Regions from separate parts of the Mus musculus genome. Here region 1 is linked to region 2. Evidence: chromatin contacts called from public HiChIP or PLAC-seq data. All regions are on one chromosome and are shown on one strand. The core of a region is the stretch at or near the end of the contact, and the rest is flanking DNA. Distances in the headings are between cores, read along the strand shown.

The links. HiChIP or PLAC-seq counts read pairs in DNA pulled down with a chosen protein or histone mark.
Region 1: a contact with region 2 is called in an HNF4G HiChIP or PLAC-seq map of pancreatic cancer cells. The contact joins the promoter of Mid1ip1 here to the enhancer-like site in region 2. A contact is called at or near these places in 1 of 484 Hi-C or Micro-C datasets (the AML12 cell line), 4 of 115 datasets of contacts at active chromatin or transcription factors (the SCID.adh cell line, embryonic fibroblasts, embryonic stem cells and 1 more) and 2 of 9 other capture datasets (liver and pancreatic islet).

The regions. Positions count from the first base shown.
Region 1 is chrX:10,715,950-10,718,649 of GRCm38.p6, forward strand. Mid1ip1 (Mid1 interacting protein 1 (gastrulation specific G12-like (zebrafish))) reads left to right here and starts at 1,416. Exons shown (of 2, transcript NM_026524.4): 1 at 1,416-1,755; 2 at 2,038-2,700. The coding sequence starts at 2,281.
Region 2 is chrX:10,683,211-10,685,910 of GRCm38.p6, forward strand. No RefSeq gene overlaps it. Among named protein-coding and RNA genes, the nearest start is that of Mid1ip1, 33 kb to the right of the region's middle. Within about 2 kb of position 1,386, at least 3 of the 459 cell types and tissues checked have an H3K27ac peak or open chromatin away from gene starts, as enhancers often do. A contact at or near this core is called in the AML12 cell line and pancreatic cancer cells, where this site is marked.

The DNA.
Region 1 (2,700 bases), core at 166-2,665, 33 kb after region 2:
TCCCATCTACATTCTTCTTTCCACTGATCTCCTTAGCTCCACGGGGCAGATAACAAACATTATTTCATGTTTAAAAGAACATGGGACACTGAATCAGAAGGATGAGTAGCTGTCGTTCCAAATCAAGCTGGCTGGCTGGCTGGGACTGTGTCTCCATACATACATACATACATACATACATACATACATACATACATACATAAGAAAGCATTGGAAGCATGGGTTATGATCTAGAACCAGTAAACCAGAGGGAGATGGAGATTTGCCAGTCTGGGTTCTAGAGTTACCAATGACTTTTCTGTCTGTTATCAGCTCTTGTTCCCTTCAAAATTGAAAAGAGACATGATTTTCGGTAGACAGTACCAGTCCTTCAAGAAAAAACAAACAAACAAACAAACCCACATGCATAAGTGTCTCTCCTTGTTTGGGGCGCTTTTTTGTCTTGCAGGGGAATGCCATACTAAAACTTCCCCCCGAAGACTTTAGTGGGAAGAAATTTAAAATTAGAAGCCTGAGTCATCTTATCTGGAGGAATGGAAGAGCTGACTGGAGGTTGAGGGATGTGGCAAAGGAAATGAGATGGGAAATGAGTATGGGCTCAGGGCTGGGAACCTGAAAGAGGAGTTTCAAGTGTAAAACTTGAAAGGTAGATCCAGGGCTATGGTACACAGCTTAGGCTTATTAAGTAACCCTTGCTTAAGAACTATCTTTTGAAAGGAGCACTTGACACACACTCCAGAAAGTTATTGGGTATACTCCCATTTTTTTTCTTTAAATGATAAGATATACCCAACACCAGTCCTAACTTCTGCCACCTTCTCCTAGTCTTTTTGATAGCCAAAAGGGCCACAAGGCCCAAGTTCACACTCCATTGCCATGCTCTTATCTCTTGGTGGGGGACACAAAACTATAGATCAGATGACCAGGGTGCTCTTCATACCTGGCAGCAGTAGTAGGAAAGACCCCGCCAGGAGGGAAGCAAATGCCTCAGTGTTCCCATCCCCCTGCAGCTGACCACGACCTGGGCCGTGGAGGGAGCACCCCATGTCCACGTGCATCCGGCATGTCCTGCTAACTCTTCTTACATAAGATTCCCAAGTATGGAGTCAGGGCAGCTGTGAATCCCTCTTACCCGACGTCTAATAATAAATCGAGGCTAAATTTCCGGACTGCAGTCACTCTAGGTTCAGGATTGAGGGGCTCTTTTGCAACCCGGACACACAAGCATTCCGGTCATCCCACCCGGAGAGTGCGCGCCAAGCCCGCCCAGCCCGCGCGCGCCAGTCCGCCCTCTGGTTTGGACGGCGGCTCCTTGGGCTCAGTGCCTCGCCCTCCCTCCCCCAAACAGCTTGTTCTGGGTTTGGTGCTGGGGTGCGGCCGCTCCATCCTCCCAGCCCTACCCTGCCTTGCCCTGCTGGGCCGCCCTGCCTTAGCCCGGGTATCAGGCGAGAGGCGGAGCCACCCGGCGTGCCCCGCCCCCGCGGTAGAAAGGGTTGGGCGAGTGTTACTCGCGGTCAGGGCTGGGACCTTTTATCTGTGCTGCTGGAGGAGGTAGGAGGAGGAGACATCAGGGGTGGTCCTGGGCGCCTGGGACACCTTTCCCGGACTATAAATTGAGCACCTGGAATGGGCAGGGGGCCGGAGCAACCACAGTCGCCCTTACTCACAGTCCGATCAGTGACCGCAGCAGCGCCCTTGGGCAGCCACCGTCCGCAACGCAAGCACTGAGAACCAGGGGATTTCGCAGTGCAAGAGGTGGGTGTCCCCGCCCTTTGGCAGCCCGGGCTAATATGGTTGCTTTCGCTTAGGTTTTAGAAGGGAGAAACCAGAGAGTCCGGGATGGGGGAGATTTTTTTCTCCTTTTTTTTCAAAGGTCTTCTGCTAGTATTGGAGGAGGTGATACCGGCTGGTCCCAAGGAACCACCCTTGTGCCTTCTCTGGCCAGCCTTGGTCAGGGTGGGAGCATCGCGCGGACCGGATGCCGGGCATCCTAACCGGGTGGGTAATTTGTTCTTTTCGTCTCTGTCTCCCAAGCAGAAAAAGGCTAGACCCAGCCACCCACCGTCAATCCTGAGCCAAAGATAAGAGCAGCCGGGCCTCACGAAGGGCTGAGCTGAGAAAGAAGCAAGTTAGAGAGGGCGGAGAAGGATCTGGGAATCCCGTCACACCGGCTTCAAGCAGGCTCCCGGCATCAGCCTCTGAGAGCGCTTGAAGGCGGCATCGCCAGCGGTCTATCTCCGTGTACCAGCGTCCCTGTGTTTCCGCGCCCGCTCGGCCACCATGATGCAAATCTGCGACACATATAACCAGAAGCACTCGCTCTTTAACGCCATGAATCGCTTCATTGGCGCGGTGAACAACATGGACCAGACGGTGATGGTGCCCAGTCTGCTGCGCGACGTACCCCTGTCCGAGCCGGAGATAGACGAGGTCAGCGTGGAGGTAGGCGGCAGTGGCGGCTGCCTGGAGGAGCGCACGACCCCGGCCCCAAGCCCGGGCAGCGCCAATGAAAGCTTTTTCGCGCCCTCCCGGGACATGTACAGCCACTACGTGCTGCTCAAGTCCATCCGCAATGATATCGAGTGGGGAGTCCTGCACCAGCCTTCGTCTCCGCCGGCCGGGAGCGAGGAGAGCACCTGGAAGCCCAAGGACATCCTGGTGGGCCTGAGTCACTTGGAGAGCGCGGATGCGGGCGAGGAA
Region 2 (2,700 bases), core at 136-2,635:
TCTCATCCATGGAACCATAATAAAAGACAGCATATCCCTGCCAACAACACATAGAAGTAGGAGGGAGACTTGTTGGAAAGAAGGGGCTCAACTAGAATGGAAAAAGAATAAGAAAGAATAATTAAAGGGGAATATGTATGAAATAATAAATAGGACAAACATTTTTAAACAAATCAAGTACCAAGAAAAATATTACAAGCATACATGCTTGTATTTATCAAAACTAAATTGAAGAAGAGAGAACGAATGAAAAGCTGACTAATAACAGAGTCTGCTAGAGTTGGAGAGATGGTTAAGCGCATTAGCTAATCTTCCAGAAGAGCCGGGTTCTGTTCCCAGCACCCACATGGCAGCTCACAGCTGTCTGTAGCTCCAGCTCCAGGGGATCTGATGCCCTCACACAGACATACATGCAGGCAAATCAGCAATCTCCATAAAATAAAAACAAAAGCAAGATCTACCTAGAGAAAAGAGAAATGAAGTGGGATGGAAACCGGAATTCAAGTGAAACTTACCTGAACATGACTCGTTTTATTGTTTGACTTTGGAAATAATGTATTTTAAGTTAACATAAATATTATATATAATATAATGTAGCTAATATAACTATTATACATAATATAAGCTTTTGAATGTAAATATTTAAACTAAAAACATTTTTTTTAGAAATGGCAACAAATATAGCAGAAAGACTGGAAGCAAGAGACCAAGGCGGTCTGTTATAAACTAAGGGTCCCAAAGTGGTTTTCTGTGTCTGTTTGCAAGTGCCTGTCTGGCTAAGGACAGTCATGAGTTTGTTCCTGGGGATACTCAAAAGTATCATTGAGGGGCTGGAGAGACCGCTTTATGGTTAAGAGCACTTGTTGCTCCTGCAGAGGAACCAGATTCGATTTTCTGGTACCCATGTGGTGACTCACAACCATCTCATAACTCCAGTTCCGGGGAATGTGATGATTTCTTCAAGCCATCTCTGGTATATACTCATATTCAGGCATAGCATTAATAAATAAATAAATACACATACATGTGTGCTCATATGTACACATACCACATACATGTGTGCGCACATGTGCACACACACACACTATTAGTTGAATCTCAAAGGTGGTGTTACTTGATCTAGGGTGTAAATGTTGCAATTTATTCACTGTTCGTTATTCCTACATTGCTAGCCCTTGCTAGCGCAGAGCACAGACAGTGAAAAGTGTGCCTTAATAGCACTGTGGTAACGCAGGTTCCTTTGATGCTCAATCTCCTAAATCACACAGGATTCCTGAGCCTTCAGGTTCTTCATTCCCTGCAAAATGACTCAACGCTGATCAATTCCAATTAGCTCTTTACTTTCCTACTGCCGCTGCAAGCACTGTTAGGAAAATTCCACGGTCTTTCTTGTGTTGGTGAGCAGAAGTCAGCACGGCTGGGCTGGCAACAAGGTCTGATCCCTCTTTCTCCTTCAGTCACTATCCCTTCTGATGATACTGCTCCGGAAGCTGCTTGGGCCCCTTCCTTAAAGTAACTTGGTTCTTTAGATTTTTTCAATGCTGAAGTGTCCTGAGGCTGGAGAAGGACTCACCCAGAAAACACTGCTCCCTCCCCCCAGACATTCTACTCTCAGCTCACAGCTGATGGAAGCTCTCCAGAGGGCAAGGTTCGCTGCCCTGCGTTTTAGGAGAGACTGCTTTCTTTACATTGGATGGGTAATTGTAAACCTAGGGTGATGCCTATAGGGTCCATTTTGAGGATCTGCCACAGAAAGTGTGTGTGTGTGTGTGTGTGTGTGTGTGTGTGTGTGTGTGTGTGTAGTGTATGCCGAGTATTTTCATTGACTGCATCAAGATTTTTGTATCTTAAGTAAATTACATTTTTTTTTTATATCTAGTCACTAGTTGATAAGTATTCAACCACACTGTAGTGCCATGAGGATGAGCTGAATTCAGGTCCCAAGTCCAGAGTAAGTTATTTAAGCTTTCATTTTCTTAACTTCCTTATTTTTAAAAAAAATATAGTTTTTTTAAATTTATGTACATTGGTGCTTTGCTTACATGTGTTCCCCTGTGAGGGTGTTGGGTCCCTTGGAACTGGAGTTACAGACAGTTGTGAACTGCCATGTGGGTGCTGGGAACTGAACCTGGATCCTCTGGAAAAGCAGCCAGTGTGCTTAACCACTGAACCATCTCTCCAGTCCAAACTTCCTTATTTTTGAGATGGGAACATTGAAATACATTGATGGGTGACTATAAAGATTAAATGAGAAAATGCATACAAAATGCTTAGCGCAGTAGTATTGGGTTTATAGCAAGTGCTTGTTAATGTTCATTCATAACAAAATAAGATGAGGTAAAACAATGGCCTGAGACAACATGCACACTTTGTTAAGCAAATGCAACGTGTTATGTTGTGCTTACTACTTGAAATGAACATGGCTACCAGCATCCGTGTTGTATGTCAGCTCCCTTGTACTCGGCCATGCTATAAACTTCAAAAGCATACCATTTGCCCTACATTTCCCTGTTTTCTCTATCTTTCTGCTGCTAGAATCACTGTTCTGCCATTTATTTCTAAAACTTTGAGAGTGTTTATATTACATGTATAGATAAAATCATGCAATAGTTCTTGTTTAATTCTGGGTTATTCTGCTTAGTATAATGTCTTCTGGTTTATTTCATTTCATCATTACCAGAATTTTTCTCTTTTTTTTAA